3 separate regions of the Sus scrofa genome follow, and regions 2 and 3 are each linked to region 1. A link is a contact called in public Hi-C and HiChIP or PLAC-seq data. All regions are on one chromosome and are shown on one strand. The core of a region is the stretch at or near the end of the contact, and the rest is flanking DNA. Distances in the headings are between cores, read along the strand shown.

Region 1 (5,058 bases), core at 835-3,334:
ACCCAAAGACCAATATGTGAATGTTTAATTAAAAGGATTTCCCCAAATGCCATTGTTCTATTATTTGGTGTTTTGTTGAATAAAGTCTATGTTCATCACCTTATTTAAATCAATGTAATGCGCAATTACAGTTGTCCCAATTACAGCTCACCCCTTCGGTTAGCAAATATATATCTTTCTACCCCCATACACACAAGAAGAAAGTCAGAAAAGCAGAAAAGGTCTTTATCATCTGAATGAATGTTCTATAGGGAAGAACAGATGTGTTTTCCATGTTCTTTAATTCACATGCTTAATAAATAGGTTGTTGAAAGTTCTGAAACTGATGCAAAAAAAAAAAAAAGACAGCCAAACAATATAGTTGTCCTGTCTCTGTGAAATGTGAGGCAATGAACATGTGACACTAGGTAAACAAGCAAATAAAAACGCAAATAAAGCTTGCAAATAAAAATGGTGTAACAGTCTAACTAAAGGTTAAAAGAATTTTGCAAGAATTTTGGTAATAACCTTGGGATTTAGGGACACATTGCTTTTAAAAAGTTTCTCTCCTCTACTGTCCATGGCATCTCTGACTGCTTATTTTTTGCCAATCACTAGGTTCGGTATTACAGGACGATGATTATCAGGTGATTATCCTGAGTCAGAAGCTACATTTTGTAAAAACTTCCCAGAGAATTCTGATGGTTTACCAGCTTTGTGACCGACTGATATTATAGATACAGAAAGAATAAGGCCCTGCTCCTGCCCTCGAAAGTTTATAATCCAGTTGGGGACACAATAGACACTCTTACAAAGAAAAGAGACAGTGGGTAATTAACAGGAGTATATTATTTGAAGTGTGTGGTAGAAATTCATAATATGGAAATGTCTATTTGGCCCAGGCTCAAGGAGATAAGCAGAACTCTGGACTTTAAAGAGTGGACAGCAAAGAGGAAGAGAGTGGCATTCTAAATTGGTCAAATAATATAAGCCAAGGGGCACAGACAGAAGAATTTATAGGGATGTGAAAATGTCGAGGGACCTGACATCACCCAGACCTCACCTGAGGTGCTAAATTACAATGTATTGAATCTGATGAGACAAATCATAAGGCAGAAGCTTAGAGGCATGTAGATTCAGGGAACCCGGGATATGTTACAATGAAGTTTCTGACAATATAATCCTCAGATTCTCTATAAGTAGCCAAATCATATCTCAAGGCTGTATGACACACCCAGGTCCTCTATAAGGGTCCCTGGAGGCAGGAAAAATATAATCACTGTAATAAACATGTGCTGTGTGCTTTCCAATTGCTGGTAACTGTAAACTTCACAGTTTTCTTTTACTCTCCCAACAACCCTAATGGGGAAAACTACTATTGTCATCTCTGTTTTGCAGATGTCAAAACCGAGCTCCAAAGAAGCTAAGTAACTTATCCAAGAGGACGCAGCTAATAGGTGGGATTGAAATTTGATCTAACTGATTCTCTTAGGGAAGCTCTTTAAGCCCTGCATTCTGCCTTAGGTGGCCACTGCCCTAGTCAAGACAGAACTGACCATAAATTCAGTAAAGTGGGCCAGGCCAGCAGGTCCCATTCGTTTGCTCATCCCCCTTGCTTCCTCACCACCTGAAAATGCAGTATTTCTGTGCCTAGTAACAGGGTATAATGCTGTTTTCCTTAGATCAGAAGGAGTGTAGTATGGTTGAGGGTTTGGGGTTCCGTTGCATTGGGAATTGCAGAGGGTCTGGGAAGTGTGACCTTTGCCCCAGGCGGTTGTGTTGTTGGCTGGGGCTCCTGCTCAGAGGAGTTAGCAGGTAGAAGTGCAGGAGTACAGTTTTGCCCTGTTTCCTGAATCCCTGAGCATTGCCCCACCTGCTAGAGCCTCTGATCTCTGTCCCTCCTTCATCTGTAGTAAAACAGTCACTAACCCAGTTGCTCTCCCTAATATCTCCAGTCATCTGGGGCAGTGACTTAGCCAACCCCCGCCTGGAAAGGTCCCAGGAGGTGGGGACAGCCCCAGGCTGCAGCCAACGCTGCCGTGGAAGCCTCCCGGGAGAGCCAAAGGGGAGGAGGACACTGCCACCCGCAGCCTCCCTGAGCTCACTGCAGTGCCAACAGCGGACAGCCATCGAAGCGAGCGCAATCCGCCTCGGCATTCCACCCTCCCTGGGGTGGTGACGGCAGGGAGGAGCAGAAAGGAACCATGTTCCCAGCTCTCCCTTGCCCCTGGGTCCTTGTGGTCCTGGGCACCAGCTGGGCAGCCTGGGGAAACCTAGGGACTGAAGCAGCGAGGGTAAGACAGTTCTACGTGGCTGCTCAGAGCATCAGCTGGAACTATCACCCTGAGCCCACACACCCCAGGTAAGGCAGGTGTGGTGTCTGGGTGGGCTTCTCTAGGAAGGATAATCTATTTCTTTTAGAGATCATTCCTTTGCAATTCCATTGTTCCCTTCCCCTCACCCTCGCCCCAACTTCAGGTAGGTAAATACAGTAAATAGGGAAGTAAAATGAATAAACTAAACCTGGTGGATGCTCATTTTGCCCACAATAATACAGTTTACCATTGTGAAGATATAGAAAATATTGTTTCATTGCCTAGATACTGCTTTCAAGAGTTTGTTGTTAATGCAGTTTTGTTAGCACGATCGACTGTTTCTTTAATATATTGATTGATTCAAAAGCACCAGGTACCTAGGTCATTAGCCTTTCCTGCAAACTCCTGTTCCAGATTTTTAGTAGCCTGGTATTTTTATTAAACTTCCATTTACATATTATTTATTCCACACGGCTTCATCTTCTACAACTAAAGATGAATATACCTTGCACTTTCTTATAAGCTGATTATTCAACAATTGTCATAATTTAGGGTTTTGTTTTCTTATAGATGACTTTCAAAACATCATCAGTTCATAAAAATGGACATTGTTGTTCCTTTACCTTTTTCTGCTGCATGTGGCTCGTTGTTTTTCTCTCATTCTTAATCACTCCCTGGGATATGGTCTAAACTGGCTATTTTGGTGGAGTCACTATTAAAGGGCATATGTAACTACAAGGGGGTTTAAATAATAAAAGTATACTTGAGTCACAAAACTGTTTTTCCTAATTGAAAGCTTACAAACAAGACTTCTCAGAAATTAAACAAATTATAGGTTCTACTCAATATTTCTGGTTAGCTACATTTTTATTTCTTTTAATGATAAACTGCTAATGTGACTAAGTTTTCTTTTAACTTAACATCACAGCTTAAACAATTGTGAAAGATATGTTCCTCTTTTATAATTTCGAAACCAAAGCGATCTGCCAAGAAAATATTGTAATATTTTGAGCCTTTTAGTGCATAATATTAACCCTTTTAAAATCTTTTCTTTGTAACTGGGTTATTTTGGAGGGTATTACATAGTATCTGGTCTTGTAATAATAAGAAATCTCTCTTTTTTTAAAAAAAAGTCATTTAAAACATTGCATTTCAAGGTGATAATCTAGGTCACACCCACAACATTAGGGAACTACTACTAACTACAACCCCAAAGGAAATGACAGTCTTTCCAACATTAATTTTCCTGCTCATGGGTAGAACATTAATTTTGTTACTGGCTTTTCTTTGTCACACGGTGCTTGTGCTTGGAAGTTTTCATTATTATGAAATAATCATCTTCCATAATTAACACGAAGAATCACAAGCAGAATTCTGTAGGCAGAACCACATGAGGCTGATTCACATGGTGAATTCACATCCAGAGCCATGACTGATCATCCTATACTCTTACTCTGTGGCTGAGTTTCCAGAATTCAGGGGAGAGTTGTTCCTCTCATATCAATCAATTATTGAGTCAAAACCATACAGTTGACCATACATGAACCAACTATCCATATTTTTGCACCTCAAATTATGTCATATCTTTAGGTTTTGTTTGTTTGTTTGTTTTGCTTTTTAGGGCCATACCCGAAGCATATGGTGGTTCTAATCAGAGCTGTTGCTGCCGGCCTATGCCACAGCCACAGCAATGCAGGATCCAAGCTGCGTCTGTGACCTACACCACAGCTCACAGCAATGCCAGATCCTTAACACACCGAGCGAGGCCAGGGATTGAACCCTCGACCTCATGGTTCCTAGTCAGATTTGTTTCCGCAGCACCATGACGGGAACTTCTCTTTCAAGAATTTTTTTGTGAAAAATCTATAGCTGGCTGCTTAAACTATGAGCTTGTTCTAAATTGTCCTACCCCTTGGCTGACGATACTCACCATAAAGAAATCAACATAGACAACTCCATCCTTTGCCAAAGTGTATTTTAGCCCAAAGCAAAGATCTTTCCTTATTTCATGTAATATTGGCAAGACAATGCCTTTTAGAGGTGAAATACATCTTTTATTCTTGCTCCAGTTCTGAAGTGAATGTTTTAAAAATTTTTCCTAAGAATACATGTCCAATCACTTACATGTAGATAGTACCTGACAGTGAAAAAAGATATATTTTTTTCCTCTAGGGTTCTAGCTTGATATGATTTTTATTCTGAATAAATCATCTTTAAACAGTCCTCCTAAATGTAAAATTTATCATGCATATCATTTGAATTCATATCATCTTTAACTTTCTGTTCAGACATTATTTTTCAATAGCAATTCAATCGTTCAAATCAAAATAAATATATCTTGGTATGCACACACAATATACACAGTGAAACATATTAGGAAACATACCTCTATTAAAATTACTCTGCATGAAAGACTGATTTTTCTTAGTAAAGATTTTATACTGTCGCCTATATCCCCATATTTAAAGATCTAACATTAGGGATGGGAGATACTTTTCAACTGTATAAAAAAGCCACACAAATAAACAAAAATGGACTTTCACATTAAGGACAAAAGTTAGCATATAGAATCCTAGGGTTCTTAGGATCTAAAAACTCTAAGATGTTGTTTAATTCATTTTCAACTTTCCCCACACCCTAAGCACCAACCCCTCTAGCAAATAGTTGTCTAATTTCTACTTCAATGTGTCCAGTGACTGAGAACTTTCAATAGCTACCATTCCAAAAATACTTACTAATGTCTCCTTTAATTCTGCCTCCAAAT
Region 2 (5,058 bases), core at 1,468-3,967, 240 kb after region 1:
TAATCAAGGAAATAAAGTATTTCAAAAGGTAGGAAAGATCACAGTATGAAACATCACACAAAGGACAAGTAAGGCAGGATTAAAAAGTAATTACTGTAATTAGCAAGTGTTCTGATTTAAATTGTGTCCTGGGAGTTCCTGTCATGGCTCAGCGGTTAACAAATCTGACTAGCATCTATGAGGATGAATGTTTGATCCCTGGTCTTGCTTAGTGGGTTAAGGATCCGGCGTTGCCGTGAGCTGTGGTGTAGGTCGCAGACTCAGCTTGGATCCTGCATTGCTGTGGCTGTGGTATAGTCTGGCAGCTACAGCCCCAACTTGACCCCTAGCCGGGGAATCTCCATGTACTGTGGATGCGGCCCTAAAAATTAAAAAAAAAAAAAAAAAAAAAAAAAAAGTGTCCCGCTTCAAATACTCAAAACATTCATAATGTTGAATCCACCATACCTCAGAATGTGACCTTATTTGGGAACAGAGTCACTGCAGATGTAATTAGTTAAGATGACATCGTACTGAAGTAGTGTGCACTTCTAATCCAATATGACTGATGTACTTATAAAAAGGAGAAATTTGGACACAGAAACATACACACAGTTTTTTGTCCATCTACCTAAATTTTGAAAATGTATACTCTTATTTATTTAAATCTAATCTTCTAGTGGGCAGAGAACATAGATGTAAAAATTTGCTTTATACTAAATGTTTAACAATAGTAGACATAAACAGTAGTAATAAATATTATCAAATGATGCTAATATTCAACTGTATACCTGAAGTACTGATGTAAACAGTGCATTAAAAGACAAATACGAAGAGATGTGAAACAAATAATTCCTAAGGGTTCTGTGAGATTTTGCTACCTGGCTCAAACAATCCTTTGTCCTATCATCATAAATTCCATGTTTTAAAACAATTATCATCAAAGGAAGAAAACTTACCTTTGGTTTCTAAACCTTCAAGAGTAGTCATTTTTTTAAAAATGAAAATGTACCCCGGGCTTCTACTGAAAAACCTAAATATGAATAAAATGAAATAATTAAAACAATACCATATAAACACATTCATTAAGTCCCTGTCATTTAAAGATTATGATATTCTACTTGCTTCTTCATTTAGTAAACCTGCATTTAGGGAGTGCCCCTTACACCCCTTTTTCACAAGGTGATATTGTTATGACTACCCAATGTCTTAAAAAAAATGAGAGGTGGTTTACTTTCAAATTCCTGCTTCACTGGTATACTCTAAATTATCACCTATATACTCTAAATTATCAGATATGCGTCCTTAAATTTAGCTCAGAAATAGTACTGTAGTTACTACAGGTGCTCTGTATTATTGATAGATACCAGGAACTTAAAAGTAATTAGGAATTCCAGTCCTGGTGCAGTGGAAACGAATCCGTCTAGCAACCGTGAGGTTGCGGGTTCAATCCCTGGCCTAGATCAGTAGGTTAAGGAACTGGTGTTGCCATGAGCTTCGGTGTAGGTCGCAGAGACAGCTTGGATAGTGTGCTGTTGTGGCTGTGTTGTAGGCCAGCAGCTTAGCTCGGATTCCACCCCTAGCCTAGGAAACTCCAAATACTGCGGATGCAGCCCAAAAAAGGGGAAAAAAAAAGGTATTAAAGTAATTACCTTCTCAGGAGACATGGACACTATTTTGTTCACTACATGACAGAGGAGCTTCTGTTTAGATGTTTAACAAGTGACAAAAAATTCATAATAACTTAATTTGCATTTCTTGGTAAAAATTAAAATGTCATAGCATATATTTTCAGAATGTATGCATGACCTTACTAAATCTTAGTCTTACTAAGATTCAGGCGAGAACATGAGAAGGAAGGTAATACTAATGCAGTGATCACGAATGATGAACCAGGCACTAGATGACAAATGGTTTCACTCACAAAAATGATAACTCTTGAGTACTCGATATAACTCAGCATAGCGTCTTCCGTGCCTACCTTCCTTAAAAGTCACACCCCCGCCGCCACTGTTCTGAAAAATAGCTCTCCAAAGACCCTTCGCAAGAGCAATGAACCCTCGGAAGATGCGCAGGGAAATGTACAAAGGTCTGCAGGCAAATACTAATTGAAGGGGGTGGGGGTGGGTCTGGAGTGTGTAACAGGTATGAAGGTGGCAGGAGTGGAAGCGACAATCCTGTCAACCTCTGCCATCCCCAGAAGTCAAATCCAAAGTTCCGTCCCTGTCTGAACAAACCTTCCTGGAACAACGGGCAACCTTTCCTTAAATCTAAAGCGACTGAATGAACAACACACTTCAATCCAAACCTCTGTCCCTTTCCAAAATCCCCTCTCAGTTACACAAGCCCTTTCCTGGACTTACCTCTCAGATTCTTACTCTCCCAATTGCAGGGGGCCTCACTTTACAGGTTCTTTGGCTAGATATCACGGGTTAACTTCCGCGCACACTCCTCTAGCATTCCGAAGCCGATCCGCCCCAACCTTGGGGACATCAAGCTTTTGGTTCACGGCTAATTACTTCCGATTACTCAGGGTTTCGTTTCCGGAATACTTTTCAGAAGGAAAACACTTTTGGTGCCATTTAAACTCAAGTGACGCAGTGACGCAGAATATACGATTCAAGACTTCAGTAAAACAAAACTGGGTAGACTCTTATTAAAAAATAAAAAAAAGAATACTTGGACCCTAGCCGCATATAAGCCTGAACTTCCGGGTCGCCTTTCAACCAAACGGAAGTGATGATGCTGGAAAGAGGTAGGTGGTGTTCCGTTGCTCCAAGCTACGGCGTGAAGGGGCGGGTCGGTCGGCTGGGTGGGCGGAGCTCTATTTACTCCCAGCCACTAAGGACAAAGGGGCGGGGTAGTGGCGGCCCGCTCCGAGTCCGGCAGTAGGTGGGGCTCTGTTGCCAGAGTAACCTGGCGTTGGTGTTGGTGTAGGTGTTTTCCAGTCGCAAAGTTACCTATTTCCTGGTGCTGAGATCCCGAGGCGATGGTGAGTGCAAGGCGGTGTCAGAAGAAAGGCATCGCGGTCTTGTTTATGCTTTGTCCCAGGTCCTGGGGCGTCTGGGCGTTGAGAGGCATCCAGATCGCTTCTACCTTCGGCTGGTTATTTCTTTGTCCCTTTCCAGGAACTGTCCGTGCAATTTCCTCGCTTTCCCTACTTCTTGCAGCACCCTGAATTACACTTTGGTCCTGCTGAGCCTGTAGAGTATTGTGACAGGAAGTTTAAGGCTAAGACACGGAGTCTAGTAGTCTGAGGTGAGACCTTATTTCGGTCAAACATTGGAGATGTATGCATTTTTCATCATTGCATTTTTTTCAACCTCTCAGCTTCACTTTAACACGCTTCATTTAAAAGTATGTGGTGATGTTTATTTGACTTTTTCATGACTGATCCGAATCTCTCTGAATCCTGTAGTCTTTGCTCTCTTGAGGGCCGAGTACCGTTCCACACCCTAAGGGCCACCTAATAATAGCTGCATTTTGCACTAGCCCTAAATTATACAGTTGATTACCTTTTAACAGGAATACTCCATAATATCACTTGGAAATCACTTCTGGAAAATTCACTTGCTAGAGCTTCACCTTCAGAAATTCTGCATGAATAGAAACAGGCTCCATATTTGCATTTTTAAAAAAGCCTATAGATGATTTTCATTCGATCACATGTTCGAGAATGCCAGGTATGGCTATGAAATTAAATATGGAGACCCACCCAGAGTTCCCGTTGTGGCTCTATGCATTAAAAACCAGAGTAGTATCCATGAGGATGTGGGTTTGATCCCTGGCCTCGCTCAGTGGGTGAAGGATCTGGCATTGCTGCAAGCTGCCGCTTAGGATTTAGCCAGAACCTGGCATTGCTGTGGTGTAGGCTTCGGATTGGACTCCTAGCGAGGGAACTTATATATGCCACAGGTGTGGCTCTAGAAAGAAAGAACAGCAACAACAAACAGAGATCCACCCACCACCCCTTCTTTCTCTGTTAGGTCTTGTGTTTCTAGTTCAGAGAAACAGGTATTGAAGGATAATGCTTCCATCTTTGCTCTAGATTTTATTCCCTCCCATTCCTTATAGGACTTTCTGCTTTTGGTTATATTTTTTTCTTTCCTGTGCTTTCAGCCTCTTCCTCACCATTTCCTTCTCCCCCCACCCCCCCCCCCGTGTTCAAGCCATACACCTTAAGAAAATGAAATAAAACAAAAGCACACCCCCAGCCTGTGTTCGTTCAGTTTATTGCCTAGTCCTCCCATTTATCAGTAAACTGCTTGAAAGCATAGTGCTTCCATTTGTATCAAATTCAGCTCTTTACTTTCATCCTCAGCACTCAGTTATCTGAATTCCTCTAATGGCTTCATGAAGTTGTTCTTGCTTAAATTTCTTATGGCCAAATCCAGGAGTTTCTTCTCAAAATTTATTTAGCCTCTCTTTGATAGATGAAGCTCATCATCATTCATTCCTTCTTTTTTTTTTTCCCCACTGGCTTTGCCTACTTTTTAAATGCCATTCTCTGGGATTCATTCCTTAATTTCTTAGTCTGTCCATTTTCTTTGGCTGATTTCATCCACACACAAGTGTTCCACTAATGCCTAAGCATTCATTCTTAAATTTCAGTTTCATCTCAGACCTGGTAAGCATTCATTCTTAAATTTCAGTTTCATCTCAGATCTGGTAAGACCTGGACACTTCTAGCTGGTTACCACAAAGGCCCCTCAAACTCAACCAAAACTGAACTTGCTGTCTTTTCACCTGGCTTTTTTTGTTTCACCAAGTTGATGCTACCACTATATTTATAACCTAAACCAGAAACCAGAGTTTTCCTACACTCCTTTCTCTCCTATGTCTTCTCTGTTCAGTTGGTCACCTGATTCTGGTTTAGTTTCAGATTTCCTCAATTCTTTTTTTTTTTTCCTTCGCTTTTTTTAGGCCTTCACCCGAGGCTTATGGAGATTCCTAGGCTAGGGGTGTAATCAGAGCTACGGCTACCAGCCTATGCTTCAGCCACAGTAATGCCAAATCTGAGCAGCCTCTGCAACCTACACCACAGCTCATGGCAACTCTGGATCCTTAACCCACTGAGCG
Region 3 (5,058 bases), core at 1,324-3,823, 190 kb before region 1:
GGCAAAACAAGAAAATAATTAGTTAAGGTGTTATGATTGTGGATTTACTGAAAACTTCTTTCATTTGTTGAAAGTGTTGAAGATAAAATAAAACCACAAACTGGAAAAAAAAATTAACTAATGAGACTTCCAGGCAGTTTTAAAACAAGACAATTTCTTTTCTTAGCCCTTCACCGAATGCTTCCTATGTGCCAGGCACTATTCTAGGAGCTGGAAACAATACAGTGAAAACAAAATCCCTGCATTTGTGAACTTCATATAGTGAGGAAAAGCAAAAAAGAAAGTAAAGAAGACAATTTCTATTAATGATAATTTTTCTTCAGAAAACTGAATAGAGCAATGTGATAAGCATTACAGACTGGGTTTGGGGGAACCACCTAAGATTGAGAGCTCTGCAAAAGGACCACTGAGGTTACATTTGAGCCGGGGCCTGAATGAGATGAACAAAAGGCTGGAAGAACGAGGCTCAAGAAATCAGCAAACATGAAGATCCTGAGCTGGCTGAGCTTCCTGTACTTGTGGATCTAATGTAGTGAGGTAGTTAGGAGAGAAGGACAAAGCTTAAAAGATGAGAAGCCTTGAAGATAAAAGTTTAGATTACTAACTTGTTAAGAAGCCACTGGAGGGTGGTTTAAAAAGGCTTTCTGGAGTTCCTGTCATGGTGCAGCAGAAACGCATCCAACCGGAACCATGAGTTTGTGGGTTCAACCGTTGGCCTCGTTCAGTGGGTTAAGGATCTGGCGTAGGCCAGCAGCTGTAGCTTGGATTCGACCTCTAGCCTGGGAACCTCCATATGCCATGGGTGTGGCCCTAAAAAGCAAAAATAAATAAATAAATAAAAATTTTTTAAAAAATAAAAAGGCTTCCTGTACTTGTGGATCAAATAGAGTGAGGCAGTTGGGAGAGAAGGACAAAGCTTAAAACCTGAGGAGCCTTGAAGGTAAAAGTTTAGATTTTATTACTAATTTGTTAAGAAGCCTGGGGAATTACACAGTGTTTTCCACTCTGAACTTCTTTTGGAGAATGGATAATAAGAGGACATGAGTAAGAGAATTATTATTTTTCTTTCTATGTGCTGCACCTAGGGCCCTAAAAAGTAAAGGGAAAAAAAAAAAAAAAAGTCAGAAACAAAAGAAATGCTGACTGGATGTGATAAAGAGAAGATTGAAGGTTTTGGCTTGAGAAATCATTTATATAGATGAAGAAAGTTGGGGAAAGAACATGTTTGGGTTAAGTTTAAGATGCAAAACCAAGTGGGATGTTGATTTTCAATTACTGAAATCTCCCTATAACCTCAAGGGGTGAAAGAGGAACCATGTTCCTTTTCTCTGTTCCCCCAAAGATTAATACCCTCCCTGGTACATATTATGCATGTAGTAACAGATGAGGAGGACGACTATTTGTTTTCCAAGCCAAATTCCTTTAGGACAGCAATTCCATACCTACATAAGGACTAAGAAAAGGCTTTGGTACCTATGGCAATGCCCAGGAGAATGACTTCGATGTGACAGCAATATTTACATTTGGCCTCTACTGTAAAGTATTTGTGCAGTATTCAGACTCTCTAAAGTGAAGGGTTTTTTTTTTTTTTTTTTTGAGTGTATTCTTATGAAGTTTTATGTCCTCAAAGCTGTTTAAGAAATAAACAAAAATTATCCTTTAACATGAAGGGCTAGGACTTCAAGCACATTACAACCAAAACAGGATTAGCCTGATTAAAAATAATCCGCACCTGGACAACGCAGGCCTTAAATACCTCAAACCCAGCTGATCAAAGCTAATGACCAAGAAAGCAACTCCTATTCCCCAGCAATAAAGGAAAAAAGGTTCGAAAATGGGAGGGGAAGAACACTTTTATTTACTTAACATCTTTTACAGACTTGGCATCATGGGAGAACTACGTCCTTCAATTTGATTCTCACAATAGTGAGGAGAGTATTCATTTTCATCACCCATTTTAGAGGTAAGACCTCAGAGTATCTCCTCTCTCTACTACCTTCAGAGTCAGCTCAGCTTACCTCTCAAGTCTGAGTCCTTGCCTCCCCCGCTCCCCCCATGCAGAAGTCACACTTAATTGCAGGTACAGCACAACGCAAAGGCCCAGCGGAATGGAAGAAAACGCCACATCCACTGCCAAAATCACTGGCACAACACCTCTGCGAGTCCTTCCAGGGCCAAAGCCAGGCATGACTTCGGCCTCGGTACCTACGACTCTTTCCTGCTTTTCATTCCCTCGCTTATTTATCTCGCTTAGCAACAAAGAAAGCAAGAGGGTTGAAGCCGCAGGAACACAACACGGCCCCCGGGAGCCGGGATGAGGCACAGGAGGGAAAGTGAAGACCCGCCCCACAACCCTAAGTAGAAGTGACAATGAAGGATATAAGGAGCCGAGGCAGGACAGACGGCAGTTCCCGGCGGCAGACCTCCTCCGGCCAGCTACTTAATTCTTCCAGGGCAACCGCGCTCGCTGGGACCGCCCGTTCCTGAGACATCGTTTAGCTCTACTACCAAAGCTTCCAAGCGCTCCCGCCAAAGCCAAGACCGGAAACCCCCACCGTCCCGGCAGGCCTTGCGAGCCAAAACCATAGAGAGCAAGCGCGCGCCTTTCCTTGGTGAGTCCAGGAAGAACACGTCTGGGAAGAGAGTCGGGTTTGTCTGGCCTGAGGAGGACTCAACTCACTGGTGTGCACTTTCAGTCTGGAGGGTCTGGCTGGAGTTCTCCCACCCGGTGAGCTGCGAACCTGCGGGCGGGCGAGCTTCCCCAGGTCTGGATCACGTTAGTGTTGCTTTGAAACGCTGGAGATGGGGGAGGGGGATGTGAGTCCCTAGATTTGCTATCCTCCGTCCCTTGGGGCTTTGAGATTGCACGTCTGGAGTTGGGTTTGACCCGGGACCTGCAGCCGGAAATGACCCCAAGCCCTGCGGTGTAGGGAAGCAGAAACTACTCACTTAATGTGTGATCCTTCCCTGTATATCATAAGTAATGAGGATAAAGACCCCACCTGCCAGAATTGTTGTGCAGATCGAAGCAGTTGGTATGTATTAAGTGTCTGCACAATAGGTAGATGCAGAGAAGAGTCTCGATAAAGTTCCTCCCATTTTCTACGGGCCTCTTCACCTAGCTCAGTGCCCTTATTTTGTGTCAAAGTGATCTTTACTAATTTCTCCACAGGTACCCGACTCCCATACCCTTAGAGCTGCAGATGGCCGCTGAATGTTTGTAGTGAGGTCATTTGTATGAATTTACACACACCAGAGTATACCTGTGCATGTTTTTTTAAAAGGACGCTCATTTACCAAGTATAGGCTTGAAGTCGTTACTCGAAACTGTAACAGACTGAAGTGAAGAGATTCTGGCTGTTTGGGAAATAAATATGTTTGGGCAAGGTTATGACGGATGATGCCTGAGAATTTTGTACTTCTGTTATTTCTAGTTGTTGCCGCTGTTGTCATTTTGTTTGTTTTTATAGTTTATTCTTTTTTCCAGCTTTTGAACCCTGAAGAGTGTGTACGTTTCCAAATGTCTTCATCTCCCTCCACAGCATTCATAGAAAAGGCAGCTGGTTGGGGGTGGGGCTGGGGACTGGGGGCTATTGAATATTAGGTGTAAACCAAATGTGTCATTTTGCTTTTTAATAACAATTTCCTTTTTTTTTTTTTTTTTTTTTTTTTCCCCATCTAGAGCTAAATTGAAAGAAGAGTAAAGACCTCTAAAAAATCATCTGGAAATATCCCTAAATATTTGTAACTGTGTATAAGCAGCTAAAGAGAAGTAGGCCTCCAACAAAATTAACTAAATAATTGAGGCAGGGTTTTGTGCGTGTCATCAGTTCTATCCAGAAGTTGAAGAATCTTCCTTTGAGTTTAAGGATTGTGTGCACTTAATGAGAGAATGCCTTTTCAGTTTAATTTCACAATAGAAGACCATCTGGAAGATGAATTAATACCCCTTGAAGATGGAGCTTTGGCCCTGGATTTCTCTAAAGAGTCTTCAGTCTCAGAAAGACAAAAAGGTAAACACAGTGATAAAAAATCTTCTACAGAACAGTTTGACTTGCTTCAGGATCTTTTGTGGGAACATCAGTCAGGGGGAAATGCAGCTCCCTCTCAAGACACAGACCACTCACTCAATGGAACGAACAGTTTAAGTAACCTGGAGCCATATGAAAAAAAGCCCTGCTTGAGAGTTGCCAAAGAACATGCTCTGCCTAAAGATTTAAAGAAAGTGTTAGAAAGTAAAGTCATAGAAACATTACCAGGCCTTCAGCATGTTAACATATCAGTAGTGAAAACCATCCTTTTGAAAGATAACTTTTCTGGAGAAAACATCATTTCAAAAAGCTTTTCTTCTCACTCTGATCTGATTACAGGTGTTTATGAAGGAGGTTTAAAAATCTGGGAGTGTACCTTTGACCTCCTGGCCTATTTTACAAAGGCCAAAGTGAAATTTGCTGGGAAAAAAGTGTTGGACCTTGGTTGTGGTTCAGGGTTGCTGGGTATAATGGCATTCAAGGGAGGGGCCAAAGAAATTCATTTTCAAGATTATAACAGTGTGGTGATTGATGAAGTAACTTTACCTAACGTAGTGGCTAACTCCACTTTGGAAGATGAAGAAAATGACCTAAATGAGCCAGATGTGAAAAGATGCAGAAAATCAAAAGTAGCACAAGAATTATGTAAATGCCGGTTCTTTTCTGGGGAATGGTCTGAGTTTTGTAAGCTTGTACTAAGCAGGGAAGAACTCTTTGAAAAATATGATCTCATTCTTACCTCAGAAACCATTTACAATCCTGATTATTATGGTCCTTTGCACCAAACATTCGTTAGATTGTTAGGTAAAAATGGTCGGGTGCTTATGGCCAGCAAAGCACATTATTTTGGGGTGGGTGGAGGTATTCATCTCTTTCAGAAGTTTATAGAGGAAAGGAATGTATTTGAGACTAGAACACTCGAAATAATTGATGAAGGACTAAAGAGATTCCTAATTGAAATGACTTTTAAATACCCCAGTTAATGTCCATTGTTTCCTAAATAAACAGAATAATGAAGACTTCGTTA

The links. Hi-C and Micro-C count contacts between places; a contact is called where the count stands out from the background. HiChIP or PLAC-seq counts read pairs in DNA pulled down with a chosen protein or histone mark.
Region 2: a Hi-C map of liver shows a contact between it and region 1, with 4 times the contacts expected there. The contact joins the promoter of BLZF1 here to the promoter of F5 in region 1. A contact is called at or near these places in 1 of 5 promoter capture datasets (liver), 2 of 47 Hi-C or Micro-C datasets (both in liver) and 1 of 2 datasets of contacts at active chromatin or transcription factors (alveolar macrophages).
Region 3: an H3K27ac HiChIP or PLAC-seq map of alveolar macrophages shows a contact between it and region 1. The contact joins the promoter of METTL18 here to the promoter of F5 in region 1. A contact is called at or near these places in 1 of 5 promoter capture datasets (liver), 3 of 47 Hi-C or Micro-C datasets (embryonic fibroblasts and epiblast stem cells) and 1 of 2 datasets of contacts at active chromatin or transcription factors (alveolar macrophages).

The regions. Positions count from the first base shown.
Region 1 is chr4:81,401,189-81,406,246 of Sscrofa11.1, forward strand. F5 (coagulation factor V) reads left to right here and starts at 2,085. Exons shown (of 25, transcript NM_214120.1): 1 at 2,085-2,341. The coding sequence starts at 2,184. SELP (selectin P) reads left to right here. Exons shown (of 13, transcript NM_214078.1): 13 at 1-52.
Region 2 is chr4:81,637,071-81,642,128 of Sscrofa11.1, forward strand. It overlaps BLZF1 (golgin-45), which reads right to left and starts at 2,718. Exons shown (of 7, transcript XM_003355067.4): 1 at 2,343-2,718; 2 at 939-1,012. The coding sequence starts at 969. NME7 (nucleoside diphosphate kinase 7) reads left to right here and starts at 2,837. Exons shown (of 13, transcript XM_021089439.1): 1 at 2,837-2,971. The coding sequence starts at 2,969.
Region 3 is chr4:81,213,534-81,218,591 of Sscrofa11.1, forward strand. METTL18 (histidine protein methyltransferase 1 homolog) reads left to right here and starts at 2,574. Exons shown (of 2, transcript XM_021089436.1): 1 at 2,574-2,728; 2 at 3,683-5,058. The coding sequence starts at 3,893. The coding sequence ends at 5,014. C4H1orf112 reads right to left here and starts at 2,561. Exons shown (of 24, transcript XM_001928004.6): 1 at 2,382-2,561. The coding sequence starts at 2,492.